Regions from separate parts of the Capsicum annuum genome. Here region 2 is linked to region 1. The links are chromatin contacts, called in public Hi-C maps. All regions are on one chromosome and are shown on one strand. The core of a region is the stretch at or near the end of the contact, and the rest is flanking DNA. Distances in the headings are between cores, read along the strand shown. Region 1 has its middle 23 kb from the start of LOC107858965. Region 2 has its middle 16 kb from the start of LOC107858965.

The links. A called contact is a pair of places that touch in the nucleus more often than the background predicts.
Region 2: a Hi-C map of leaf shows a contact between it and region 1, with 2.8 times the contacts expected there. The contact joins two enhancer-like sites. A contact is called at or near these places in 3 of 5 Hi-C or Micro-C datasets (bud, leaf and placenta).

What each region holds. Positions count from the first base shown.
Region 1 is chr2:111,912,131-111,919,785 of UCD10Xv1.1, forward strand. No RefSeq gene overlaps it. Among protein-coding and RNA genes, the nearest start is that of LOC107858965, 23 kb to the right of the region's middle. Within about 2 kb of position 3,876, at least 5 of the 5 cell types and tissues checked have an H3K27ac peak or open chromatin away from gene starts, as enhancers often do. A contact at or near this core is called in bud and leaf, where this site is marked.
Region 2 is chr2:111,950,628-111,958,282 of UCD10Xv1.1, forward strand. No RefSeq gene overlaps it. Among protein-coding and RNA genes, the nearest start is that of LOC107858965, 16 kb to the left of the region's middle. Within about 2 kb of position 4,159, at least 4 of the 5 cell types and tissues checked have an H3K27ac peak or open chromatin away from gene starts, as enhancers often do. A contact at or near this core is called in bud and leaf, where this site is marked.

The DNA of each region.
Region 1 (7,655 bases), core at 2,626-5,125:
TACCTCAACCCCATCCTAACCTCCAACCCCTACCCCACACCACTCTACAAAAAAAAAAAATATTTTTATAAAAATTAAATTTAAAAAAAAAATTACCCCACCCCCACTCTCTACCCATCAACCCAACTTTTCAATCTCATCTAAATTTATTTTCTTGAGTTGGGTTTACCAAGGATAAATATCAATATATCAATATTTTTAAGACTAAGTGGATCGAATTGGACGGGTCAAGACGCAACTCGATTTTCATCCATTTCAATCCAGGAAATTACATGTCATAGACCCAAATATGGGTGGCTTTAAATTTTTTACCCCACTAAGAAAATTGCTTGAAACTAGTCTTCCTACCTTTTTAAGTGTTGTGCAAGTACAATTTTGCCCCTCCACACCTCAAATATATTTTTAAACTTTTCAAACTCATTTGTCTCTTAAATTTTATTTTTTATTATTTTTACTTTTTTTATTTTTTTCTTAATTTTATTTTCATGTTTTAACTCATATGTCTCAACTTTTATTTTTTTCTCAAACATTATCTATTTCTTCATTTTTTTTCTTTTTTTTTAATTCATTTATCTTTAACCTTTATTTTTAGTTTTTATTATTTCTCTTTTTTTCCTGATTTTTCTCAAATACCCCCTCTACACCTCAAATATTTTTAAACTTTCCAAGTTGTGTATTTATGTAATTTTTAGTTTGAATGAAAGTTGGTTAAATAATGGTCATTTGTTTAAAAAATATAGTAATTATATCAATACAACAATGATATAATTTCTATATATATCATATACAAAACTATATATTCTATACAACAGTTATATTGTTCTACATAGATTTTTTATAACTGTTAGCAGCAATACTTATTTAGATACATATTCTATACAAGTGTATAAGTTTTATACGCATTTTGTAAAGTTCACATACATATATCTTAGATTGATACTTTTTTTATTTATTAATTATATATTTCTTATACAATTGTACTTAATTATTATTTTTAAACAAAAAAATTATAATTTTTTAATCAAAAAATTTATAGCAAAAAAGAGCTGAAGCATTGAAAAAGAAGGGCCAAATAGCCCAAACTGAAAAAAATACTAAACATGGCCGAAATGACCCACTAGGAAAAAGGAAAGATGAAGCAGCCAATGACTATTGGATGATAATAGTTTAGGCCGACTGGCCATTATTTGAAAATGTATAAATAACATAATTGCCAACCCTTTTGAAATTCATTACACTCTCTCCCCCTTGTTTAATTATTTTATTTTCTCTCTATTAATATACATAACATAGCCGACATATACATAGCATTCTGTGTATATGTTGAGATTTTTGTAATATGTTTAGGGAGTTGGATTTTTTGTAATATAAAAAATATAAGTTATGTATTTATGTAATTTTTAGTTTGAATGAAAGTTGGTTAAATAATGGTCATTTGTTTAAAAAAATATAGTCATTGTCCTTTTCTCTTCTTTAAAAGTGGTATATGTAGATAAGTTTTCCATTGGACTTTCTCATACTTGGCAAGTTGCCCAAATATAGTAGGATTAGTGTTTAGCGTTAGTTCTCCTTTCATTGTGCTGAAATTCAAGCAACCCACCTCTAGTACATGGATTTCAAAAGGCCCAAAAATAACCAGTTTATATATGTATGTAATTTATTTTTTAAGAAGCAACAGAAATGATTTGTAATGTATAGAGAGAGACCATTAATAAGTAAATTGTAACATCTGTGACAAATAATTATGATATATAAAAACATAAATATATACTTCATCTGTTTTATTTTATATTGATATCATATTTTGGGTTCATTCCACGAAGATTTAACAATTCTAGTGTCTGTGATAAAGCACTTGTCCTAACGTAGTAACATCTAGTGCAACTTCAAACTCTATAATAATAATAATTATAATTCCAAAGCAACACAAACAAGGGACCAATGGATGCTATTTGTATAAATACGAACATAATAATTTCTGGATCAATTAAACAACAATACGAGAAAACAATCTTTTATGATCAAACTGATGCATGCTTAATTCGATGCATATTATTTCCATTACTATGTTATTCTTTTAACAGTCTTTATTTATTTATTTATTATCTATTTATCCCATCCTCTTTTAAATTTTACGTAAAAAACTTACATAAAACAATGACAGAATTCTGACATGACATTACCACAATAAACAATACCCCTTTCCTGTGTAAAACATGTGAATGAGCTTGGACATGACATTTGATGTTTTTGAAATTTTGTGCATCTCTGTCTTAAAAAACAATTGATCAGTCCTAGATTTGTTCATTAATTAATTGATACATACACCCAAAATTTGGGCACTGAACAGTGCTACCAACTCCTCAAAATAATGGCACAAAACTGTACCATTTGTTTTATTTGTTACACTGGACCAGATCAATTAATTAAGTGTGTACTCAATCATGTATCTACCTGTTTATTTGTTTTTAAAATTATTTTGTTGAATTAGGAAGTTTGACATGACATCCACCTAGTTAATTAGTTGTACTTGAAAGTATTGGTTGGGAGCTTTAATCATAGTGGTTCATGTCATGTGCTTCTAGCAATTGCTTGTGAACAAAGCACTTATACTAATTTAGTCATTTGTTTGGAACAAAAAAAATCTTCTAGATATGACTTGTCGAAATGGATTCATTTATCACCTTTCTCTGTCATGGAGTGTGCACCAATAATGTTAACTATTTATCACTATTTTGGTATCTCGGCCTTAAATTAAATCTATTAAATAAGAAAAAGAATATTTTTAGAAAAGGAGTTGTGGTGGTTGTTTTTTTTTTTTTGCTTCTGAAAAAATGCATTATTAAAAAGTTAATATGGTTCAGTAAAGAACAAATGGAGGATTAACAAAAATTTGAGAATCATTAAAGATAAGTATTTCTCTTCCAAGTTAATCGTGCACTAAGTTTATTGACAATTTTTTAAATTTGACTTGGCATTTTTTATTTTTCGAAACTCTTTTTTTGGTATGATAATTCAAAATTTAATGGCACCTTTTCCAGTAATTTTAATTATTATTATTTTGCATATATCTATCTACAATATTAGCGTCTAGAAGAGATCAAACTTTCCTCTTTGAAGAAAATAAAATGCCAAAAGTAAAAATGTCATTTATCCAGAAACTTACTTTCTCCATTTCAATATCGATAATGACATTTTTGGACTAGGACAAAACCATTTAACGGTAAATAAAGAATGGAACTTCAATTCAATTGCAATTAATAAGATTTCAATTTTCAATTGATTACCAGTATTCTCTGCTAACATTCTGTATATGATTTGTCAATGAATATGACAGAAATACCTACCACATCATATCATTCAATTAAGGTTACCTAACAAGCTCTTCTTTCCAATTTTTCTAAATTTAACTTAAGATATATATACACACACAAAAACTACTAATATATTAGTAGTTTGTATAGAAATGTATATTGTATGTATATCAAATTAAAAAATATATTTATTATGGAAATGTATATTGTGTGTTTATCAAATTAAAATATATATGTATTGACTAATTATTATTTTTAATATGCGGCTAATACAGCATAATATTCCCTTTGTATTTATATGTAACATATCAACATCAAATTCAACATCCCTTCTTGAATTGGCCCACCAATAATATAATTGAATCAAGAAACAAATGGCTATAATAAATATGTGCAAAAAGTAATTGTCTACATATGTTAATCCAGCAGCCCCTTATAGATAAACTTTTAATTATATAAATCAAAGAGAAGTCTTATCACTAATCCATTTTGTTTCCCTGTCAGTTTTCCAACTCATTCAAAACTTTGGTTATGATTACTTCAAATCAACATTTTTCTAAATTTGGATTTATTAATACTGTTTGGCAGTACAACTTTTCTGATTGTTATTGGTACACATGGGTGGAGATAACTAATGGGGAATTTTATCATTTTAAATTCAGGACATTAATTTACGCCAATAGAGAAATTAATTCATTTTATAAAATATAGAGAAATATGATGAGATATTTTTATTTTTTTTCCATTCTACCTCATTCACAGGTACTGTTCATTGATACAGATAAAACAATTTTCTTGCTTTTATATCAGCTTATGATCTAAACGAGTCACATACACAATACAGTACATATTCCTCGATGCTAATAGCGCCCCAAAGAGCGAAGGATTTCATGATATCTCTGATTTGATCGTCCTATATTTCTAATAAATTATATAGTAACTTATTGGCACGCTGAATCATATATACACAATATATGATGAGTTGGTTTTAGATTTATTCTAACTGAATGGTGATGAATAGAGCTAAGGAGCGATGAATCATTTGAACTCCCCCATCATGAGAAATTTACACAATATTAAGATTATTTGTCATACATAACATGTGTTAAAATCTTTTTTTGACTTATTTAGGGGTATATTCTTTCATGTACATATTTTGAAATTTCTTTATGAAAAATATTTGATTTTGCCACTGTAGGTCCACGTCAACGAAATTAAAAATCAATGACAAGAGAGAAAATCAAATAGTACCAAGTTAGTGTTATCTACTATTAGAAAGCAAAATTGGAATTTTTTTTTAATTATCTTCCCTTCTTTCGCCTTGAAAGTTGGAAGCACGTAAAGTGGTTGAGGTTAAACCGTTAAAGTCAATATTCACTTTCATTAAGGGCATAAGAATAAGTTATAATCTATGGTTTCAATTTCACATTGGAAAAAAGTTTACTAAAATCTGTTAATAGTGTGTGTAGCCTAGGATATATCTAGAATTTTGAGGATATATCTAGAATTTTGAGGTTAAGGTCAATTCTCACTTTTATTAATTGTGGGCCAAAATTAAGTAAGATAATCAATGAAACATAGGATCTTAGATGGTTTGGTCACACACAATTAGTACGTTTGTGAATAGAAACGTCAAAGTTTTAGTACTTTGCCAATTCTTTTAGCTTTTATATATTTGATGATTAAATAAAATTCAAATTTGAAATTTAAATGGTTCTATTATTCGAAATACTCTAGAATTCATTGTTTGCTGGCAAATATTGTTTTTTATCACGAAATTTAAATGGTTCTATTATTCGAAATACTCTAGAATTCATTGTTTGCTGGCAAATATTGTTTTTTATCACGAGCATAACACCTAGATGACTCGAAATTCACTTTTTATGTTTACATTAGGATCCACTTGTCCACAGTTATTCTTCAACTTTAATAAAAAATTTAAATTTTTAAAATTGATTTGAAGAGTATTACAACTGAAATAGCGGTATTGTAATTAAGATTAAGCCAAACTAGTCTTAGAACACCCTAATTAAGATCATTATTTTGTTGTAATAAATATAAATCCCGTAGAAAGGAAAAAAAAAATGCTATCCAAACATCTACTTCCTCTGTCTCAAAATAAGTTTGAATTAAAAAAAAAAAAAATTCAAAGAATTGTCTCAAAAATGCTACTCTGCTACTTTGCCATTAGAAAACTACCTTACGTTCGGAGTAATTATTTTCAATATAACTTGATATTAGAATACTACTTTACTACGACCTCTTTTTAATAACGTTCAATTCTCGGAAAAAAAAAATCTAATAAATAGAGGTATTTTAGTAAATAATACCTTATATTTCTTATTTTTCTTAATGACCATGAACTAAACTAAAGTGACACTGCACGAATGCATCAATTGCGATTTTTTCCCCCTATTGTTAGGTATGAAAAGAACCAAATATTTGTTTTGCTAACAACTATTTGCAACTAGAATTTCTTTTTTAAATGGAGAAAACAACATTTTAGAAAAAAAGCGTAATAAGAGAAAAAGAATTCCAAACAAACAATGAAATTGCTTTGTCATGTGATATTGGCATTTATCAGCATGACGTGCCACCACCACCTTTTCCTTCAACTTTTATTTGTTGCAATTAATATTTGAAAATTTCTTTCCCTGGAGTTATATATATATATATATATATGTTAATAACACACATCATTTTCATATACATTGGGTGATGTTAACTCTTCTTACTTGAAAACAAACATCTGTTAGGTATCAATGTTATGTCATGTCTCTCCACACAAGTGGTTGTTGTCCTTTTGTTAGGTACAAATTTATTAGATATCTTTTGTACGTAAGCTTGAGAGGGAAACACCGCAAGGTAGACATAAATAAAACAATAAAGTAAGAAAGACTGTTACACTTTTATCTTTTCCATTATTTTTTTTCCCCCTAAAACTATCATATACATTTACGAAGGTGATGCAAAAGAACACTAAAAAGTATACACAAACAATATCAACAACGAGCAGTAGTATTTTAGTACAGAACTATACTATTCACTTAATCCCGCTTTTTTGACATAATAATTTGACAATTATATACTTCCTCTACTCCATACTCCCTCCATTTCAAAATAAATGAATTGTTGAATTTTGACACATAGATTAAGGAAAAAGAATCAAAGACATAAATTTTTATTTTTACCCTTGAAATCTCTTTTACCCAAAAAAAGAAAAAGCCGCAATCTCTTTTGCTTGTCAAATCATAAAGATAATTTTGGATAAAAATTCAACGATTCACTTATTTTGAAATATCAATAAATACCCCAACAATTCATTTATTCCGAAACGGAGGAAGTATTATTTAATTTGTCCGTTTCCCACTTTAATTAGTATTTTTAATATGCTATTATAATTTTATATATTGACAAGTAATCTGAGACAACTATATAATATGTAGATAAGCTATTTAAGTAATACGGAACAGAAATAGGAGAAGAGAAAGCTTTTATCAGATACTAATCGTTATATATGATCGTCGTACAAATTAAAGTTACTCTTAGCTTGTATAGCAACAATCTACAATTCATGTCAATTGTAACACTCACACTCTTTTAATATTGAAAATTGTTAATTTTCTTACAAAAAAAAAAAAAAAAGGAAAGATGAGATAACAGCAAAAAATTGAAAAGACGCAGTACACAATATACGTTATATATTAGAACATCTTTCTAATTGTTAAGATTTTTTAGTTTTATTTTTTTTGAGTTTGTGGGACAATGTGAACTTTTCTTGATACGCTGATTGAAAACTTCACAAAGCAGATCAATAAAACATTAATTTCTGATAAAAAATTTACCTTATAAATCATAACATCACTAAATTGGCAACATATATTGTCGATTTAATTATAGGATATAGATCTCACTGTTACGAAATGAAGGGGGATATATTCCTATCATGTATATATCTTGAGATGGAACCAAACATATAGCATGAATTACGCTTGACCTTGTCTCATGAACCAAGTACTAAGTAATTTCTTCTTCTCTTTCAACAGTGGGACCCATGTTTTTAAGAGTATTGTAACTACTATGTTTTTTCGGTTAAAGAGAAAAAAAAATGTCAAGTTATTGTATGAAATGGCATTAATTAGTTTTTGAATTTTTCAGTATACCCGCAAAAAATTTGGACTAATAAATATTGCCACAATAAAAATAATATAAGTGGGTATGAGAGGATAGTATTTACATTTTAAACTTTAATTGCCCATATCTTGAAAGTTAAAGAAACTATTTTCAATAGAAATTCAGCTCAAGAAAAATCATATTGAAGCATCTTGAGAAAAGAAATAA
Region 2 (7,655 bases), core at 2,909-5,408, 39 kb after region 1:
TGGATATAATTTGGGATGAAAACGATATTTTTTTCCTAATTAAAAATATAATAAACAATTAATTTTATATAATAAGTCAAACATGGACGACGGAGGAAGTACCATTCAACAAAGTTACTCCTATGCTCCTTTCCTCGTAACAGTTATGAGACCTTTTGCTAGTAGTAGTTAATCAAATACTCTAATAATGGCTTTCTTGGAATATAATAAGGTCACCCACAATTAAAGAGATTTTTTTCTTCTTACCAAATTAACGTTGGCTTGTCCTTTTATTATTATTTTCACGTGAATTCCAAAAGAGTTTGTAATGTCTACAAAGTATTGACTCACAAGACTGCTCAAATATTCCAACCTTTTATTATTAATATTTTGAAACGTACATCGCACGATGTCTTCAACTTATGGTCCCATACATTATACTTAATAAACTTTTCGATAGGAATGAGTTTGAAACATTGTTTCTTGTAATTTATTATTTGACATTATCATTTAGTTTTTGAAATCCAGTGATTCAACTTTATACCGAATTTTATTGAAAAAATAGTGATCTCAAATAGTGATTATTCAATACCTTTTGCTAGTGTTTGGCCATTAATATGAATTAAATTTCATAAACTCATCTTTCCATATTTGTTTGATTCTAAAATTTGATTCAATTTTAAAAATCTACTCATTGATTTCAAGCAATGAGTTAGTTTTTGAGAGAATTTCATTTTCACTCATAAAATTTTAGTCAATTTCAAATTAAAATACATGTCCAAATATAGTTTTAAGTCTTAAGAATCACATCCTTAAAGTCAGTTGTTTTTTTGTTTTATTGTGTTTTTTTTTTTTGAATAACTGAATATATATATTACAGACAAGTTATCCCAACTAGTTGACTTATAAATATTTTGTTAGTAGTGCTTCCTCCGTTAATCATCATTTCATTTTGGATTTCTAACGACCTTAATTAAGAAATAATGATTTAGATAAGTGTTTTGATATAATTTTTATATTAATTAATATTTAGTATTAAGTTTTGAAATAACAATAATAAAATCGTTAAAATCTCATTTTGAAATTATATAATTAATGCTAGCAGTAACATGTGAAAAAAAAGTTACTGATTTATTTTTGTACATTGAAAATAAAAAATTATTTTTTAAAAAATAGAGGAGCAAAAGTAAAAAAAGGTCAAATTTCCCAAAGTTCAAAGATACCATCAATGAATTGAATAATAAAGATTTGTGAATGTGAATAAGTTGAAATGATAATTGTGTTGTTTGTTTAATGTATCTTTTTCAAAAAGCAGCAATATACTCATGCAGTATCTGCATTACCTCGTTGTTAGTTCTCTGTCAACATATGACCATCAATTATAAGGTCCCACCCTATTTTTTTTTTCTCTAACTTGACTTTTTCTTCTTTTGTTTTTATTCATATTAAAAAGAAGATTTTTCCTGTACAAGTAATAATAGAGAATAAAAATATGCCAGATAAGATAATAGAGATAGACATAGATTGCCAAATCATGAAAGGGGTGTGTGGGGCGTGGCACATGAAAAGCAATATACTCGGTCCTTCATTCGTTTTAAAATAATTGACTTTTTTTTTAAAATATATTTATTTTAATTTAATAATTTTTTTATAAAATTAAGGTAAATTTATTGTATTTTAAAAATATTATTATTATTGAATAATTAAATAAATTTACATACTTAGATTTATATTTTAAAAAGTAATTAATAAAATTAATTTAATAAAATATAATTTTGAGAATTTTTTTTTAAAATGTGTTCAATTGGAACTAATTATTTTGAAAAGCAGAAAATATATGATATTGTACTAATTTAACTTTAGTGGGTAAGAGGGATCTTGGAGGTGGGTCCCTTGATATGAGACACTCTGTCTCATGTATCACAAACATAATCACTTAGAAATTTAATTATTTAATGTTATGACTTTTCTTTTACAAAGTTGTATTCACTCCGTTTAAAAACGAATAATCTAATTTAATTTATTATAAAATTTAAAAAAGATAGAAGATTTTCGAATCTTGTAATATTAAATTAAAGTTGTATCAAATATATTAAAATATTTTTTAATCTTATGGTACTAAATATGACATATGAAAAATTAAAATTAAAATATTGTTAAAAAAAAGGAAAGGATCATTTATTTTGAAATAAACTAAAAATAAAAGTAGGTCATTCTTTTTTAAATGGCGAGAGTAGTTGCCACTTCGATTTTAATTCAATTGGTATATTCATAAAAAATAATTATTAACTTAATTATTTTATCATAATATTTTAATTTAATATTTATTGTTATGTTTTAAAATTATTTTTTAAACAGTAATTAATATTTTAAATAAAATTATAAAATCATATCTTTGTAATATATTAAAATGACAATATAACAACAAAAATAAAATTTAATAAAAAAAACAAATGACAAATAAAAATAAATAAAGGAAGTAAACATTGTAAAACTAAATAAAAATTCACAAGTGATTTATAAAGTCAATTTTTTTCCACAGAACCACCTTATGCTAAATTGGTAGCAATCGCCTTGCCCTTGAAATTTATGCAATATATTTTGATCAATATTTTAATTATAAATATAAATTTTAAATCTCTATCTTTTCTTACGTGTATATACTTTTTCTTTTTAAATTATGATGCTCCTTAATCAAATTTTTAATGCCACCATTGCTTATAAATCATTTTAATTCTATACGATAGGAGTCATTTGGTTGCTGATCAGTATAAAATTCAACTATTAATAATATAAAAATTAGTTATTTAAGTATTAGATTCTTCATGTTCTATTTCACATATAATAATAAATTGACTCCAAATGTTTAATTTTTTATTTAAATTTATTTTTAAAAAACATCAAACACTATCTGCTTGAATTTTAGACACAAGAACTAAGAATTACTAAATATGATATTAGTTGTGTTAGTTTTTAGGCGTATTATAACTCTTTTTGTGAGCAAGAACCAAACAAGACTCTTTATAGTTATTAGGAGTGGTGGCAAAATGACTAGCTAATTGAGTTTGAATGGATTAAAAATTAGTTGAACACAAATATAGATAAATATTCAATCTGACCAATATCTAGATGCCTAAGATTGATAAATTGCATCTGACTTACTAATATTCTTTTCTTACAGAAAGTGACTTCCTTTTTTCTTATAATATTTAATTTCAACTTTACACGTGGCATGTTTAAGATCATAAGATTAAAAAATATTTTGATACATAAACATAACTTTAATTTAAGAACACAAAATGTAAAAGTCTTTTTTATTTAATTAAGCTCGATATTAATTCAAAATAAGTCATTTTTTTAAACGAGAGAGTATAATATATATTATACTGACTTCATATTTCTAATGAGATTCAAGCTGACTTTGATATCAACACATTTAACTACTCTTCTTTTATTATTGATTCAACGTTTTCTTTTAACTTCTACGAATGAATTACAAGTCAAATTCTGTTGATATATCAAATAAATTTGGATGGGTTTTCATAAGATAGGTACATATACCAGCAAAGAGGTGGTTTACACGTTAATACTTTTACTTGTTTACTTGCTTTTAAAAGTATTTCTCTTGCAAGGAAAGCCTAATCAAATACTACTTCTACGTTTTGAGTATTATTATTTTGATAAACAACACGTTGTTTATTTGGAGGACCATCATTTTAATTAATTCGAAACTTGAAGTCCACTTTGTAAATTTTGACTTCAAAGTAACGTACATTATTATTCATCAATAATCAAACATCTGATTGGTGATTACAAGAAAATAGGTTCTGGTCCACTCAACAACAACTACTACTACAATACAGTGAAAAATCACAAGTAGGGAAAGTGAATTGTATACAGACTCTAATTCATATTTTGTGAAGGAAGAAGAAATCATATTAAATTAAATACGGAAGTACTTCATGCTAAAAATAATAAGAGACAATAACAACAACAAATAATATGATAATTAAAACAAATGAAACAACATATAATGATAATAAAATCATAGAATGAGATAATTGGAAATTAATAATAATATGCCAATACTCATAAGAAAATTTAGACAACGCTTGACTACCTACCAATCTAAAATCAAACATCTAATTGGTGTTTACTAGAAAATAGGTTCGGTTTCACTCGATGTCAAAATTGACTAATTATTTACTATTATAGGAAATTGATGCATATTTTGAAAGATAAGAATGGAAGTGATTAATTTTTTGTTGATGGTTGAATGGCCCCTTTCAAAGGGCACACTAATAGGTCCTTCGATACTAAATTATTAAATAAAAGATTTGTCATAACTGATAATCATCGCTTAGGCAAGATGGTATCGTTACTTAAAGAATGGTAAACCATAATTAATTACTTTGATCCAACTTTTATGAAAATTTGGTTTCATTATAAAAATAAACATACTTATGAATATTGGGTGATGTTGTTATCAATATCTTAAAAGTGTAATCAATAGTCACGCTTTTAGGTAAAACATGAATAATTCTTATTTAAAATTATTACTTAATTAGCAAATATTAAAATGTCTTGTGAGATATATTAACTTGTTCAATACTTTAGGTGGGGGTTGAGTGGTGGGGTATGGGGTGTTGATAGCCTAATTTCTTTTGACTAATTAAGCACTATTATATGAGAACACATAATCACCTCATTAGTCAATATCAATCCATATAAGACAAACTTTAAGATGTCGAAATTTAGTAGATTTTTTCCATCTAAAATGGTGTATAACTTTCAAGTGTGATACCTAAACATATTCATATAATGATAAATACTCACCCATACCCAGCATAACACCAAATGTATTTAATGTAATCCTACAAATAAGGTCTTTGAAGATTAAGCTATACATATACTTTAATTTCTATCTTTGTGAGTTAGAGAAATAATATTTTATAGATGCTCGATTCGAAAGAGAAGTTAATCGAAACAGAGCAGCAGGAAAAGATGTAAAGTAAATACTACAAGGAGTAATAAAATAAATGCAAGTTTTAAAGAATTTATTAGTATTGATTTCCAACAAATTATGTGAAGCATTTACAAAATCAAATGTTGTTTTTAATCAAGCCACATTCTCGAAGAAGCTTTAAAATATTCTGAATTTGATCAGCATTAAGACGTTGAAAAGCTTCTACCAACTATTTTAATTATCTACCTAATTGTTTTTTGAATCAATGAACAAGTAGAACCATAAGATTATCCCATGCTGATAATATTGTCAAGATTATCCATATTTTGTCCAAATTATTTAGTGAAAGTGATGTGGAGGGTGGCTGTATGAGGATGATAAGTTGGAAATTTGCAGGGGAATTGATTTTGCTTTTGTCCTTTTCACTATGAAAATGACATTTCAGAAAAGGTTGTTTATTGACCATGTTCATGGTTTCAAATTAAATACCCACTTTAAGTATAATAAAACAAATGATATTTGTCAAGAAGTGCAAACAGATGGCTCCTCCTCAATCCACTTCCTTTTCATGAGAGATGACAAACAACTACTCACATAAAAGAATAATTGTTGGAAAAAAGTTTTTTTTTTTTTTTTTGGGTTAATTCTGGATTTCATATTATAAGTAGGAAAATTGTGACATTAAAAATTACTCTATGACTGTTCAATGAATTAATTGATCGTTTCAGTATGTATATAATATGTATAATACATGTATATATTCAATATAATTATACATAATCTACATATTTTTAGATATATTCGAAACTAGTTGATTGAGAATTTAGGGCCGTAATTACTCCTAAATAAGATACGTAACACTGATTCTAAAGAAAAATAATCTTTGACCAACTAAATAAGAAAACATTCGCAGAAATAGCTAATACGCTTTGACAAACTAGTTAACAATTATCTTATATATAAAAATATTCAATAACTTATTAATTTTATATGTGATGAAAATATTTTAATTTTTATCTATTTACATAATATTTTATTCTTGTAAAGAAAAATCTAAAATGAATCTTTTTTTTTTCCTTGGGTCATAGCACAATCAATTAAACGGAAGTTTAGGCAGTTATAACTGATATATAAAGCTAACTGCAAATTAGTAGAAAAATAATTTAAAACAAGATTAGAACGTCAATTTTAGACTCATAATACTTGTCCCTATATTTATATATAGAGATATTTCGTACATGGATGGATATCATCCATTTCAAACAATCAAAAATTTGGCCACATACGACTTTTAGGAACGATTTATGGCAAGAATAATGCGGATTAGATGTTTTTCGATAATATCTTTCAAAAATAGTCATTATTATTGAGTTTGAAGTTCAAGAGGTGAATTTACATAATAATGTCTTACTACCCAAAATTTGGCCATGTATGACTTTGAGGGGGATTAATGACAATAATAGTGTTGATTAGACTGTTTTGAACTAGCACATACGTGGCAACATATACGACTGTCTGCTCCATTGGTGTGTAATATTGATAGGAGTAGTTAGTTAGTTAGTCAATAGCCGAGTCAGCTGTAGAGGTTGTTGAAGGTTGTTATACAATGATTAGTTAGTTACAATAGTTACAATGAGTTGTCAATAAACTGGATACATGATTCACTTCTTAGCTCATTCTTAGCTCATCTTAACTAAAGTCTATAAATAAACTCATAACTATAATCTTCAGGCGGGAATAATGAAAATTCAGTTTCTGACTATTTTATTCTTCTTCTTGATTGTAAGCTATCAAGCTGCAATTCTTCCATTTTACATGGTATCAGAGCCACGAGCTCAACACTAAGTGTGTTTTCGATCATATTTCACCAAGTTTTCTGTGTAACTTGAGATCTCTTTCTCAGTGCATTTTCGATCTCTGTTTTTTTAGCTTCTTCTTCTTCGCGATTTAGATCTACCTTGCAGTTACATCCTATCAATCATGGCGCCTAAAATAGATCAAAGTGATCCACTTTTCATTGGTGTTTCTGATAGTTCTAGTGCCGTACTTGTTCCAATCAAGTTAACTAGTTCAGAAAATTATAGTTTATGGAGTCGATCGATGCGTATTGCTCTCTTAGGAAAGAGAAAGTTTGGTTTGTCACTGGAACCTGCAGCAAGGAGTCGTATAGAGAGGAGCTACATGAGCAGTGAAAAATATGTAATACAATTGTGCTTTCCTGGATCATGAACACTGTGAGTGAAATTCTGTTATCTGAAATTGTTTATGCCACAAATGTTTGTGCAGTTTGAGAAGATTTGAAGGAAAGATATGACAAGGTGAATCGTATGCGTATATACCAATTGCATCGTAAAATTAATATGCACTCTCAAGGTACAGATTCAATCTCAGCTTATTTTACCAAATTGAAGAGTTTATGGAGTGAGTATGATGTACTAATGCCAAATCCTAGTTGCGATTGCCCTAAGTCTAGAGAGTACTCAGATCATATGTGTCAACTTAGACTCTTACAGTTTTTAAGTGGCCTGAATGAGTCCTATGATCAAGCTAGAAGACAAATACTGCTCAAAGAAGTAACTTCTACTATTAATCAACCTTATGCCATGCATATAGAGGATGAAATACAATATTCATCTTGTATGATGACTGTGAATGACAGATCAGAACCACTTGATATGCAAGTGAATTGAAATTATGATTTTGGATAAAA